2 separate regions of the Capsicum annuum genome follow, and region 2 is linked to region 1. Evidence: chromatin contacts called from public Hi-C data. All regions are on one chromosome and are shown on one strand. Each heading gives the region's core, a stretch centred on a gene start, on an enhancer-like site or on the middle of the called end of the contact. The rest is flanking DNA. Distances are from core to core; before and after follow the strand shown. Region 1 has its middle 35 kb from the start of LOC107878274. Region 2 has its middle 60 kb from the start of LOC107878274.

Region 1 (7,375 bases), core at 2,027-4,526:
CCACCGTTTTATAGTTTCGAACGTGCTCGATTATATCCGAAACCTATCCGTTTTTGGAAATCTTTATATCGTTGGAAAGCTTATTCAATACCTTCGTATGGAACCATCGACGGGCAAATTTCGGTATAAATAAAATAAAATAAAATAAATTCCATATAAATAAGACCAATACACGTACTTGAATACGCCTATACACGTACTTGAATATGGGGTGTTACATATATACTATATCTTAGTGTATATATATTGTTTAATGTATTTATAATGTATATAGGTGGATATATATAATGTATATTAAATTTTTTTTTTTTTAAATATTTTGACCGAGTTTGACCGATTTTTTTAACCGGATTTGGCTGGGTTTAAGTGAGTTTAACCGGGTTGGATTAAGTGGGCCGGGTTAGGGTTGTTTTTATAAATTTTACTATTGAGCTCGGACCGACTCGGCCTGCTTAACCCTAATTCGGACCCGACTCGGCCCACAACCTGGTTATTTTTACGTTCCTGTTCTGGGTTGGCCCGGTCCGGCCCTCTTGACAGCCTTGGCTGTGGCAAAGAAAACTAATTTAGAATATCTATCATATAACTTTGTCGGTAAAACACTCAGTTGAGTTGTATCTACACACCTGTCAACATATGGATAAGAGAGATAACAGATAATTCATCTTATACTGAAATTAATGATTTCAAAATTATAGTGTTATTTTTATCTCATCTTGAGGGTGGAATAAGTTATCCGGAGATAACTTGTTCCCAATCAAATGGACCCTTAGTAATACTAATAAGAACTGGGACTGTATGCCCCTTCGTACTATAACTTATTCCTCTTCATAGAAGTATATATCCAAAACTCTATTAATAAAGATAATTGTTAATAGCAAATATGATTTTGCAAAGAAAATATTTTTTTTTGAACAATATCGTACACCACATAAATCCACCCTCAGCTTTACGCAAAAGTTGATGTCCTGTGTGACCAGGAAATCATAGGTTTGAATAGTGAAAATAGCCGTTTGCAGAACTGTAGAGTAAGACTGCATAATAGACCATTGTCTACTAGTCCTTCCCTAGACCCCCACAAAATGGGAGCTCTAAAGTTGTTGATTGAGTTGGAGACCGGTTTCTTTGGGCTTTATTAATACTAACCTCATAATGAGGTCCTCATTGTCCAAAGAAAAAATTACAAAAAGTAGCATACTTAAAATCATAATTACAATAAATAACAATACTTTTGTAAAATTACAGTTTATATAGCAAGAGTAACATTATTTTACTCATTAACTAGGCAAGTGCATGTTTTACTCTAACTACTTTAGATTTTTCTATTTTCACTCCACTATTTCACCTCTCTCAAATATAACCATATGTTTTACCTTTTTTTTTTTATCTTATTTTTTTCTATTTTTTTTATTTTTTTATTTCCACTTTATTTTCTCTCTTCTATTTCTTTTTTTTTTCTTTTTCGTTTTTTTGTTTGTTTTTTTTTTCTCTTTTTCATATTTGAAGATAATTATCTCCATGATCTTCAAGATTTCAATATAAAACATCATTACTATCTTTCACTCTCTTGTATCTCTACCTTTTTTTGCTTATTAGTTTTTTTCATCTTATTTTTTAATCATTTTATTTTAATTTTTTTCTTTTTCATTTTTTCTTTCCACTTTATTTTCGCTCTTCTATTTTTTTTTTAGTTTTTTTTTTTTCATTTCTCATATCTTTTTTTTCTTTTTCTATTTTCGTTTTGTTCTTGTTTTTTTTTCTATTTTATTTTGTTTTTTTTCTTTTATTTTTATACTTCTATTTTGTCTTTCTTCCTTTTTTTCTTTTTCACTTCTATTTTTTCGTTTTTTTCTTTTTTTCTTTTTTTCTTTTTTTACTCTTCTATCTCTAACTTTTATTTTGAAAAGACAAATATGTATATCATATATACATATTCAAAAAAGCATACAAAATACATAGTCATACAGCTAGATCTAGATATGTATTTCAGTACAAAACATACATACGAAATACATATCATATTCATATTAAACAGTAACTAAAAAACATAACTATACTATATATCTTCATATTTATTTGCGAAATACAAAGGTGACTCATATAAAATAAGAATATACATATGAATCAGGTATGTATTCTGTAAATACATATGCAGAGCTATATGTATTTTATACGGTATTGAATTTATCTTTGAACTGTACATACTATGTCATTTTAGAGGGTAACATATGCACTTATTTGTTTTATTTTACTGTTTAATATATGTATCATGTATTTTTTTTATTACCTATATGTATATGTATATAATTGTCATTTGTTATATAGATTTTGTGTCCTATATGTTTATATATATATGTGAGTCAAACATGTATTTCTGTAAATACATATGCAGATATATATGTATGTTTTTTACCGTAAATACCTATGCAGATTTGTATGTCTATTTATTTTATATATTTTTTGAATATGTGTATATGATATAGATATTTGTCTTTTAAAAATAAAAGATAGAGATAGAAGAGTAAAAAAAAAGAAAAAATAAAAAATAGAAAAAAACAAAAACGAAAAATAAAAATTCAAAAAAAAAAAAGAAGTGAAAAAAGAAAAAAAAGAAAAAGAAATAGGAACTGGAAAATAGAAGTGTAAAAACAAAAGCGATTTAAAAGAAGAAGAAGAAGAAGAAAACGAAAAAAGAAAAAATAAATAAATAAAAAAACGAAAAAAAATAAATAAATTAAAAAATGAAAAATGAAAAAAGAAAAAAAAATAAATTAAAAAACAAAAAAAAAGAGAAGTAGAAAACAGAAAATAAAGTGGAAAGAAAAAAAATGCAAAAGAAAAAGAAATTAAAATAAAAAAATATTAAAAAAATAAAAAAACTAACAAGAAAAAATAGTTAGAGATATAAGAGAATTATATTTTGAAATTTTGAAGATCATGAAAATAATAATATTCATATTTGAGTTTGATTTGGAAAAGGAATCTACTAATTTAAATAAGAGTAATTTATGAAAAATTTAATTAGATTGAGTAATTATTCCTTATTTAACTCAACTAATTTGAATAAAACAAGAGCAGTAAATCTTGTTGTATATGTATTTGTATAACAATAGTTTACTTAAATACAAAATATAATTTGCTATTTTACGTAATTATGAAACGTTGCTATAAAAGTTACAATTAAGGCTCTATAATTGCTATTTCTGAAATTTTCCCTTGTCCAAACGGGTCTTGGATAGAGTATCCAACATATTTAAATTTGGGCTTTTGCTTTCAATTTCAAATTTGGGCTTGCTTGTCGTTAATATGGGAGAAGTGCAGGGATATCTCTCTTTGACGCCCCTATTTAACTTGTGGCCGCTTTTTGAAACTTTTTTGTACGTAGAGTCACTTAAATTTGAACAACTTCATTTCTACCTTGTTTGAAATTAGTTTTGATCAAGTCTTACTTCAGACATAAAAGTTAAAGTTTCATAGAGTTGAAATTCAAGTCGTTTTTGCTCACTTCGATCAGTTTTGGTTATATATGACTGAAATTTCAGTCATTTTTCTGGTCTTATTTCAAACATGTACGATAAAAGTTTAACCATTTTCACCGAAATTTCAATCACATATGGCTGAAGCTTAATTATTTTTAACCGGACTTCAGCAAGTTTTGTTTGAACTCTAGCCACATATGATTGAAATTCAGTCAATTTTTCCTTGCTTCAACCATTTCTGATCGTAATTCATGCACATGGCCGTCTGAACTTTTTTTTTTTTAAAAATGGTTCTAGTCCAATTATTTTTACTTGAATTTCAAGCAGAAACACACGAATGTTGTTCATATATAACTTCAGACACCACATATTAAAAATGTGTGTATACGCAATATTTTTAAAAAGGTGTTAGGTGGAATAGATCAAAAGATGGTGTCAAAACAAGATATCCCATGATATTTTTACCGTTTCCTTAGTTCTTTTCTTCTCCTTGTTGCGGATATTTTCATATTATTTAGTATATGACTATTTTCCATTTTAAAAATGTATGGACTTTTTGTACCACGATTTGCCATGCATCCTGTTCGAACAGACAGAAAATAAACGAGAAAACGTTAAATAATGGTCAGTGTATGGCTGTTAACCGGGCCAGTCGGGTTCAAACCGGCACCGGCCCAAGTAATTTTATCGGGTTCTGGGCCGGTCCGGTCTCGGTTAGTCTTAACGGGTCGATCCGTCCGGACCTAAATAGTAAAATTTGCTGAAATGGATCGGAACCGGCCCACTTAGCGTCTATCCGTTTTGGACCGGTTAAAATAGGTCAAAATGTAAATAAATAAATAAATTCAAAATTTTCATGTTTTTTTCAATATATACACACCTATATAAATTTTAAATACGTTAAACAATACAGATACAATATATATACACTAAATATATATTACTTTAGAAAACATATAAACATGTATACATTAAATATATACTAGTTTAGAGTGTATAGAAAATATATAAACAAATATACATACAATATAATATATATACTACTTTAAATACTACTTGAAACAATATATATACAACATGTATACACTAAATATATACTACTTTAGAAAACATAAATGCATGTATACTTTAAGTATATACTAGTTTAGATTCTATAGAAAATATATGCACATATATACCGTATACTTACAATATAATATATATACTACTTTAAATACTACTTGAAATAATATACATACAACATATATACACTAAATATATACTACTTTAGAAAATGTATACGCATGTATACTTTAAATATATACTAGTTTAGATTCTATAGAAAATATATGCACAAATATAGGTACAATGTAATATATATACTACTTTAAATACTACTTGAAACAATATACATACAGCGTATATACACTAAATATATACTACTTTAGAAAACATATAGACATGTATACTTTAAATATATACTAGTTTAGAGTCTATAGAAAATATATACACATATATACGTACAATATAATATATATACTACTTTAAATACTACTTGAAAAAGTATAAATACAACATATATATACTAAATATATACTACTTTAGAAAACATATACACATGTATACTTTAAATATATACTTGTTTAGATTCTATAGAAAATATATGGACATATATACGTACAATATATACATTACATAAAATACTTGTTTAGAAACATATACACAAGTATACATTAAATATATACTATTTTAGTCTATAGAAAATATATACACATATATGTAGAATATATACTACTTTAAATACTACTTGAAATAATATACATACAACATATATACATTATATATATACTACTTTAGAAAACATATAGACATGTATACGTTAAATATATACTACTTTAGAGTCTATAGAAAATATATACACATATATGTAGAATATATACTACTTTAAATACCACTTGAAAGTTGAAAGATATATACATTACATGTAATAGTACTTTAGAAAACACATATATACATACAAGATGACAATATATGCTACTTAATATAATGTATAAATAACATAAATACCAACCCTTTTGGAAGTAATTACACTCTCTCCCACTTTTTTAATTACTTTACTCTCTCCCTATTAATATACATAACATAGCCGACATATACATAGCATTCTGTGTATATGTTGGGATTTTTGTAATATATTTAGGGAGTTGAGATTTTTTGTGATATTGGAAATATAAATTATGTATTTGTGTAATTTTTAGTAATATAATAATACTTGAAGTTTTGAACATATATTCATTATATGCTTTCATTATATTTGAACTTAAAAGATATTTTTTTTTTCATTATGTGTAATTGTGTATATATGTTTGTTATGTTTATTACTTTATTACTTAGTGTAAAGTTTGATAGTAATATATTAAAAGTATTTAATCAAACTAAAAATAAAATTTAAATGAAAAAAATTATAAAGTAAGGAGTGAATGAATGTTGTATTTTATTGATTGCAAAATGTCCAAAACTTATAATTTACATAAATGAGAAATGTACAAATTTTGCATCATTTTTTCCAACTCGTTCTTGTTAATATTAACGGGAACTGCCATAGAATAGTCAAAATCAATGGAGGCAAAATCATGCGTTGGACTTGATTGTGCTGAGTTCTCCTTTGAAGTCAAAATTTCTTCAAGATTCTGTTCGTCTTTTGGCTCCACCTCCTTTCTTTGATTTCTTCGTTCCGCTCTAATCTAATCTCTAAGGCAAACTAGAACATTCATCGTATTGCTTCCCAATGAGTGTCAGTTGTCTCCAAGCTATTGTTGTCCTTGACTAAAAGCGCTCTCCGATGGAACAGTTGACATTGAAATATTCAATATATCTCTAGCTAATCTAGAAAGCACAGGATATTGTCTTTCATTATTCTTCCACCAATCCAACGCGTTGATCCTTGCTCTACAATCCTCTATTGGCTGTCGAAGATAATACTTAAGCTCTTCCCGAGAAATTGTTGTGTATGTTGAAGTCTCAACCCTGTCCCAAACATTTAAATTATAAAAGTAATAAGGAAAACCACTATGTGCTGACCTTTTAGAAGATGATGAGTCATCGGGAGCGATAGTTGGACTGATATTTGTCGATATAACTACATCAAGTAAATCGACATAATGATTATATAATGCTTTTATTTAAATATTCGTATCACTCATAGCTGTAAATAAATCTGTTTTTTCTTCAGGCTCTATCTCTAAGAAAGTATAAATAATAGAACTAAAGCCACACATAGTATTATATTTCATACATGGATTTAGTATAGCACCAACCAAGTAAATTGGAGGAAGTGGATAAAAATATTTTTTAAATTTAGCAAACATAGCACTAACAACTTCTTTGTAACCTTCTTTATTCTTATATTCTTTAAGCAAACAAGAAATTTCGGCTAAATAAGCTAAACTATTACAAAAAGTAGGATAATAAACACCAAAAAATTCAACCGTTGCTATATAAAGCTTTTTCAAGAACTTATCAAGATCATCAATTGTAGCCCAATCAGAATCATGTAGCATACACTCGGAAAAAGAACCAGAATATTGATTAAAAGTCATTGTAATAGGAACTTTATAAGCAAGACAAGTTTTTAAATAAGTATAAGTAGCATTCCATTTAGTATCAGATTTTTCCGGCATTAATATCGGTCTAAGTCCATTTTGTTCACATTTAACTTTAAATTTTTTCACTCTTTTTCTTTGATTATTTTCTTGAATAAAGCCAACAACAAGCTGAACCTTTTCAATATAAAGCTCAAAAAATTCAAGGCCATCTTTTACAATTAAGTTATATATATGACAAGCACACTTAACATGAAATATTTCAAGTAACGGCGGAGAAAGGTCAGCTTTTAACTTATCAATAACAGCCTTGTT
Region 2 (7,705 bases), core at 2,192-4,691, 95 kb after region 1:
GTTTGGTTAGTGTCCCACCAAGCCTATTTTTGTTTATTGTGATAGTGAAGCTGCAATTCATATTGCAAGGAACCCTGTGTTCCATGAGAGGACCAAGCACATGGAAGTTGATTGCCACTTTATCAGAGACAAGCTCCATGATGGACTCATCAGTTTATAGCATATCTCAACCACACAACAGTTAGCTGACATTCTTACTAAAGCACTTGGTGGTGTCAAACATCACTCTATCCTTGGCAAGTTGTCAGTGCAGTCCTCACCTCCAACTTGAGAGGGGGTGTTGAGATTAATTAAATGAATTAATTAATCAAGTAGTTAGTTAGTTAATTCTGTACACATCAGTTAGTTAGCTGTAGTTAATTATACTACCTAATTGCTACTCCTCCTGTATAAATAGACTCTTGTTTTACAATGAGAATCAGCTTTCAGTTTCCACAAAATATCTTCTCTTTCACATCATAATTTTCACAACTGCGAGCTCAACGCACTCCATTAATGGAGGTTCGTCATCATCTTAGCTCAATCTCAACATTGTCTCTACAAAATGATACTATTCCATGGGCAGAAGCTACAACGTTGGTGTATGGGGTAAAATCGTGTATTGCCAACAACTTCCAATCTTTTTGTGCTGAAACTGACTCCAAACTATTGGTGGATATGGTCAACAAATCCCAAGTCCCTCCATGGAGGATCAACGATGAAGTTAAGGAACTGGTCAGGCTTAAAGATCTTACAGGTTTCAACCTTGGACACTGCTTTAGGGAAGGGAATCAAGTTGCTGATAAACTGGCGAATCTAAGTCATAATTTCTCTTATGATCAAACTTTTCACAATTTCGAAGATCTTCCAAGTCAAGTTAGAGGACTATTGAACATGGACCGATGGGCCTGCCTAGTTTGCACACAATCAGAATAAAGAATTCTGAAATCACTTATAATCCTCCTTAGATGTTTGCTATCTGTAAAGTGGTTCCTTTTGAGGAGTCCTTATCCTCCCTTGGCATTTACATCATCTTTCAAGTTCTAGGATAGTGGTTTACTGTCATCATAGCATTGCAAGAGTGATCTGTAGATCTTCCCAACACTCTTGATGTACCCTTTTCGTTGAAAGATGAATAAAATGTTTCACTTTGTGTCAAAAAAAAAAAATGCTCAGTGACTTAAGACTGATAAAAAGCCTACATATCATGTTAATGAAATTAGTTAGTGTTCAAATACCTATTGTGGTAAACGGATACACCACATTGCAACATACAAATTACTTTTCTGTAAGTTCTAATTTGATGCTTAACTTGTCCATGGTTCCATTTTAAGTGTTTCCAGTCTCTATGGAAAAGAACGTCTATGGCAAATTCATGTAGCGTAAATCATGTAGCTTAGACAACTTTCTGAGAAACTATATACTCCCTCTATCCAAATATATGTGGCACCTTAATTAGTTTGTCCCAAAAAGAATGTCATCTTTCTACGATAGAAGCAATTTAATTTCAAAATTTTCCTTTTACCCTTAGTATAACGACATACCCAATATAATCTTACAAGTGGGACTTGGGAAGGATAGGATGTACGTAGACCTTATCGCTACCTTTGTTGGGGCAGAGAGGCTGTTTTTGATAGACGCTCTGCCCAAACTACCCTAACTAATTTGGAATTAAGGCATAGTTGATTGATTGTAGGAAAATTAATGAACTGCGAACTGACCCTGAAATATAACTGCTTAGGCAGGAGGACAGAGTTTCTTTATTAATTTTAAGGGTATTTTGGAAGATCCATAGAAGCTTATGATGCAGCTGATCTAGAAACATACTCTAGATGGTTGTGTGGGGAATCAGATCAGATCGACAGTCTGCTACACTTTATACTAAAAGAGTGTGGTTGGGTACGTTACGTGCCTAGTAACATATAGAAGCTTATGATGCAGCTGATTTGAAAACATACTCTAGATGGTTGGGTGGGGAGTTAGATCAGACCAACGGTCATGCTCCACTTTATACTAAGGAGTGCAATTGGGTACGTTTCTGCTACGTGAGTGTAGCAATTTAGTCTCAATTCTACCTGTAGTCCTAAATATTTAATATGCCGAAAAGTTCACAGTCCCCACAATGGTGAAATTCCATGTATTTTCAGTAACATGATACCTTCGAATGAGGGGCCTGTCAGGAACCACCTTTCAGAAGCTTAAGTTATTGTCCTACTTTCTTTTTAACCCCTAGAAGTTATTTGCTTCTTATTCACCAGAACTTACTTTTAATTTCATCACCTCGCAAAACTAAGAGCTTGAATACATGTAAATAATCCAAGAAGCAATGACAGGTACAGGAAGTACTAAAGGTACTAAAGAAACAAAAAGAACAACTATTAATTCATCAGCTAAGATATTCCTGTGAAGTCTAAAACTAAGTGATAAAGATTATGAAATCTTCTAAGATGTCAATGGCCAACCAACTAATTTTCGTACTTTCTGAAAATGGATGTCAAATATTCAGAACCAAATAAAGCACCAGGTAATTGGGTCACTGCAACGTCAGTAATACATTGTTAAATAAATCGATAGGAAAATCTGTATTTTATATCATTCCTTCTTCCTGTTACATTTGTAAAGGTCAGTTATTGAACTTAGTGGAGGGGCTCCTGTGCAGTTATGTATTCTTTTTAGCATCTCATGATTGTTTTTTTTCTCTTTTACAATTTCTTTGCTAAGCAGATAGTTTTGAAGGCACTAAATGTCAGCAAACAGACTTCGGCTGGCTGCAAGGTGAAGATCTTGATTGCAGATTGGTTTGCCCAGCTAAATAACAAGATGTGAGGTGATATGAAGAAAATTAGAGTTCTTAGTGAGTATTTTATTGAGTTATCGAAGGCTATCTTGAAGGGGATCAACTAGAATTCTTGTGGGCTTCAAAAGAGAACAATTCCAGAGCTGATGAGTGCTGACCTCTTGTTATGGACATATCTCGAAGGAATAAGCTTCAAAGGGTTTTAAGGTAAAGGTTAAAGCATTTAAACATCTCTTGTTTCTCCTGGTTTGCTTACATGCTTTTTCTTCATTATAAGGTGCTGCCAAATTATGAGTTAACGGCAGCTAACTATGTGGAAATATTTTCTTTCTTATTCAGTTATCGGGATAAGTCAAATATAAGACTTTATTAGAAAGAATAGAAGGAAATTAATCAACTTCTTGCCTGTCTGGTGTAAATCTTGCAATATCATTATATTTCTTGATTGTCTAGGTTACCAGTGAGTAAAAAATGCATTGCCGGCTGTTTCTATGCATATAGCTGGCTTGCCTTGAGCTTCTAGTTTCACTAGCATATGCTTCTTGATATTGACAGATATGCAAGCTGTGTATTTTTTGTTTCATTGGTTGCCGGTACTATTATGTGAATATGTGTGCTTTGTAAAGTCTTCTGTCCCATAGTGCAGTAATTATTTGTTTAATCATGATTGCACCAGATAAATAAGGACTTTTGTTGTTTATAGGCTGACATCTGTCAACTCAGCATGGACCAGCGAAAGGTTAATGTACTTGCAAGAGCGTACTGAGATGACATCACGAGGAAAAACAAACCTATCATATTGTCCCATCGTATGATAATCTTTTCATAATTAGGTCTATTTTTACTTGACTAGGTCTTCTCTTTGATATGTTTTTTCTCCTTATGATCTTTGTGTACAGATGTGCTCCCTGACTTGCAAGAAGGTCAAGAGAAGATGTCACCACTCTTCTTCAATTTACATGGATGATGAAGAGGAATCTTCAGATTTTACCTCTAGGCTATCTAGCTATATGTATTATTCACCTGTTAACACTCTGCTATAATTGTTTTTGGGCTGAGTGCCGGAGTTTGTAATAGATTTTTCTATTGTAATGACAGTATTTTTTTTCTGTGCTATGCATGAACACCAAAGGCTTTTTGTCCACCAAAGGTTGTTGAGAAGAATCCATGTCTGGAGTACATTGTATATCGTCCTTCCTTGCTTTGATGAGTTCAAAATTGAACGAGGTGCTTAGAATGGCGATGACAGGTGAGTCATTTCACACATTTGCTCATATCCATCCAGCCGATTTGCTAACAATAGTATCATTATTTTAGCTCATGCTTGGTGAAAGTGGGAGCTTGCATCCTGCTGACCTCAAACTTGCATGAACTAAAGCACTCAATAAGATACTACAGGTATGCATTCAAAATAGTTCATTATCTTAAAGACTTAATCTCCTGTGTAGTCCTTGTATTTAACCACAAATTGACACATTTGGAAATTTTGACCTGTTTGTTTCGCATTGACTCTGCATTTTGATATTCTTCTTTTACTTTAGTAGCGCTAATGTGAAAGTTGATCTCTTGATTGTCGGTGTTATTACCTCATAGTTCTTTGAGTCTGATATATACAATTAGTATAGCCCCAACACCCTTCGAATTAACTTATTTATTTGTAGTGTATTCTCATTTTTTATTTATATTTTCAATTTCAAGTAATAAATCTTATTACTTGATAAAAAAGAATCAGTATATCGGCAATTTAAAATATCAACTAATACTAAATTTGAGATGGTGAACATTTGATGACTAGTATCTGATGAGCTTGAGATTGAAATAGTTTATGTTGAATAGACTATGGTGTTGCAAAATTAGGACGACACACACATATTATTTATTATTTTTGTGGTCCGGCCTTTTATCGGACCTGTGTATAGCGGGAGCTTCAGCGTACTCAGCTCTACCCTTTTAATATATTTGTATATCCTCCTTTCTTCAATTGTCTGACTGACTTAGTTTTCAATGTGAAATGCAGCCAGCGCGTGATCATTTTAAGAATGATCAAAAAGCCAGAGACCTTAATAAAAGGGTGAAGGTATGTGTTCTTGAATTTTTCTTAAATGTTCTGTGTTGGATAAAATGCCTCATCAGTATTAACTATACTTTGCCGGGGGTCTATCGGAAACAGCCTTGCTACTTCTCCGGAGGTAGTGGTATGGACTGCGTACATCTTACCCTCCCCAGACCTCACTATGTGGGAATATACTAGGTTTGTTGTTGTTGTATTAACTATACTTTGTTAATTGAGGGTCAGGGTACCATTATTTACAATTTTTGGCCATCCTTTCTATGCCAATTCAGAACTTGATCGATTAAAAATATTAGCTTCTGCAGCATTACCTTCAGTCTAGCAGTGTTTCTAGCATTGATCACAAATGCAATTTCTCCAGTATTTTGATGATCCCTCTCCATTTGTTAAAAATTTCTCAGATTTCTGTCTTGCCATATAGTATGTATTCTTTCACTGTATATCATTGTTACAGCTGTGCATATTTTGATTTCCCTTTGGACCTGTTCACTAACTTAAATTTTAATTTATGCAATCCGATTTAATTAAAGTGAACATCAAGATGCTCATGCATATTCAATTAGGTTCCAAATAAAATGATTGAGTTTAAATTGTGTGCATCGTCGGTGTATTAATTTTTTTATACCAGCAAGTAATATTAACCTGCTATAGTAGGTTAGCAATTTATTTCTAGATAATTTTCTATTTCGTATTTTTTTTTTTTCTCTTTCTCTTCCTCTGCTGTTCTGTTGGAATTACGTAACAGTCACATGGTAGATGTAATTTTTTGCTTTACATTGTTTTTCATTTAATATTGAACTTTGTATATTTTTCTTGGGCTTGTATATTTCTATTAGGCCTCTATATTGTAATAATTTCTTCGTATAAATAACATAAATAACAACCTTTTTAGAAGTAATTACACTTTCTTCCACTTTTTTAATTACTTTACTCTCTCTCCCTATTAATATACATAACATAGCCGTCATATACATAACATTCCGTGTATATGTTGGGATTTTTGTAATATGTTTAGGGAGTTGGGATTTTTTGTAATATTAAAAACATAAGTTGTGTATTTGTGTAATTTTTAGAATTTCTTTAGGCTCCATATTTTGTACTAAGTGTGAAACCCGGCCCACTTGTAATGACTATAAATAAGAGGGATGAGTGGGGTACGGGGGTAGGGAGATTTTTTCCAATTCAATGAATGGTTTCTTTCCTCTTTTGTTCACTCTTATATCTCATCTGAGTTAGGGTTTTCAGTTGACTGATTTGTCAATTTCAGCTAGTTTCTTAGCTTAACATGGTATCAAAGTGGGTTATTTGGAAATGGTATCAAAGTGGGTTATTTGGTAGATCTAAATATCCCTTTTCGTTCGATCCTACCCTCGAGTGGTGTTTTGAAGCTTCATGGAGGCAATGATGGAGATCAAATTCGAGTTTTCAGGCTGAACAAGGTCGTATCTTCTTCGAGTTTAATAAAAAGACCGGTAATCTCTATCCATAAACTGTGTTTGGTGCGATATCAGTGGTATTTCACCTATATCAGTTTTAGATTTGTTTGGTTGAGCTATAATTTGCGCATATTGTGTATAGTTGCCTATTGAACATATATTTGTGATGGTGAATCCTGTGAGCAATGCTCAACATGCTAGTACTAGTGCACCTTTGACTAATAATGGTGGTTTTGAGGAATTGACCTTGGATCCATCACATCCTTATTATATACATCCTTCTGAAAGTCCTAGTTTTCAGTTAGTTCATGTTATCTTCAATGACAATGGATTTGCTATATGGAGAAATAGTATTATCACTTCCCCGTCTGCTAAGAACAAACTAGGCATGGTAAATGGTAGATTCCCTAGACCTGATTCTAATAATCCATATTTTCACTTCTGGGAAAGATATGATCACATGGTGAAAGGCCTGGATCATTAATTCTCTTTCAAAAGATATAGAAGTAAGTGTGATGTGTCATTCTATTGCTAAGGATGGCTGGAAGAATAGGAATGATAGATTTGGTCAGTTATGGGTCTAGATATATACAAATTCAAAGGAAAATCAACTCCACTGTTCAAGGTTCTTCCAACATAACTACATATTTCATAAAAATGAGAAGTCTTTGGGATGAACTTAATGCCCCCTATGTTGGTCCCGAATGCACATGTAGAGCTCTAATTAAATTTGTCTAAGATCAATAGTTATTTCAATTCCTCGGTGGATGAAATGGAACTTATTCTACTATGAAGATCAATACACTGATGATGACACCTTTGCCATCTCTCAGTAAGGTCTATGCTTTTTGACAATAAAATGAGATCTATAAGGAAGCACAATCCTAAAATTTCAAAAATTTTCAGTAAGTCAACTTCCTTTACAGTTTCCATCTCTATACCTAACTCGAACAGTAAACCTTTCAACCAAAGAGTGTCCTTCAACTCTAATAAGTATCAAAGTGGATCCCTGACTTACAAATATTTCAAAAAAAAAAAACTGGACACGACATTGAAACATGCTATAGGCTTCATGGCTTTCTAGCTGATTTCAAGTTCATAAAGAACAAGAAATCAATTGTTTTCTGTGTCCAGATGTTGGATTCAAATATCTCTGCAACCTCAACTCATTTTGGTACCGATTCATCTATTTTATCCTCTCAAGAGGGATCTGCTCATGGATTCAACAAGTAATAGCATAGTCATCTTATGAGTTTGTTTCAACAAGCTCAACTCTCACCAGCTAATCAACATCTTCCTTATGGTAAGCCATCAGGTTATGCAAACTTTGCAAGTTTGTCAAATAATTCCATTTTTACTTTTGATGGTTATAGTATATGCGGTTCGTCACACTTAGGAGTAAATATTGGATCTTAGACTTAG

The links. A called contact is a pair of places that touch in the nucleus more often than the background predicts.
Region 2: a Hi-C map of placenta shows a contact between it and region 1, with 3 times the contacts expected there. The contact joins two enhancer-like sites. A contact is called at or near these places in 2 of 5 Hi-C or Micro-C datasets (leaf and placenta).

The regions. Positions count from the first base shown.
Region 1 is chr7:195,330,230-195,337,604 of UCD10Xv1.1, forward strand. No RefSeq gene overlaps it. Among protein-coding and RNA genes, the nearest start is that of LOC107878274, 35 kb to the right of the region's middle. Within about 2 kb of position 3,277, at least 1 of the 5 cell types and tissues checked has an H3K27ac peak or open chromatin away from gene starts, as enhancers often do.
Region 2 is chr7:195,425,025-195,432,729 of UCD10Xv1.1, forward strand. No RefSeq gene overlaps it. Among protein-coding and RNA genes, the nearest start is that of LOC107878274, 60 kb to the left of the region's middle. Within about 2 kb of position 3,442, at least 1 of the 5 cell types and tissues checked has an H3K27ac peak or open chromatin away from gene starts, as enhancers often do.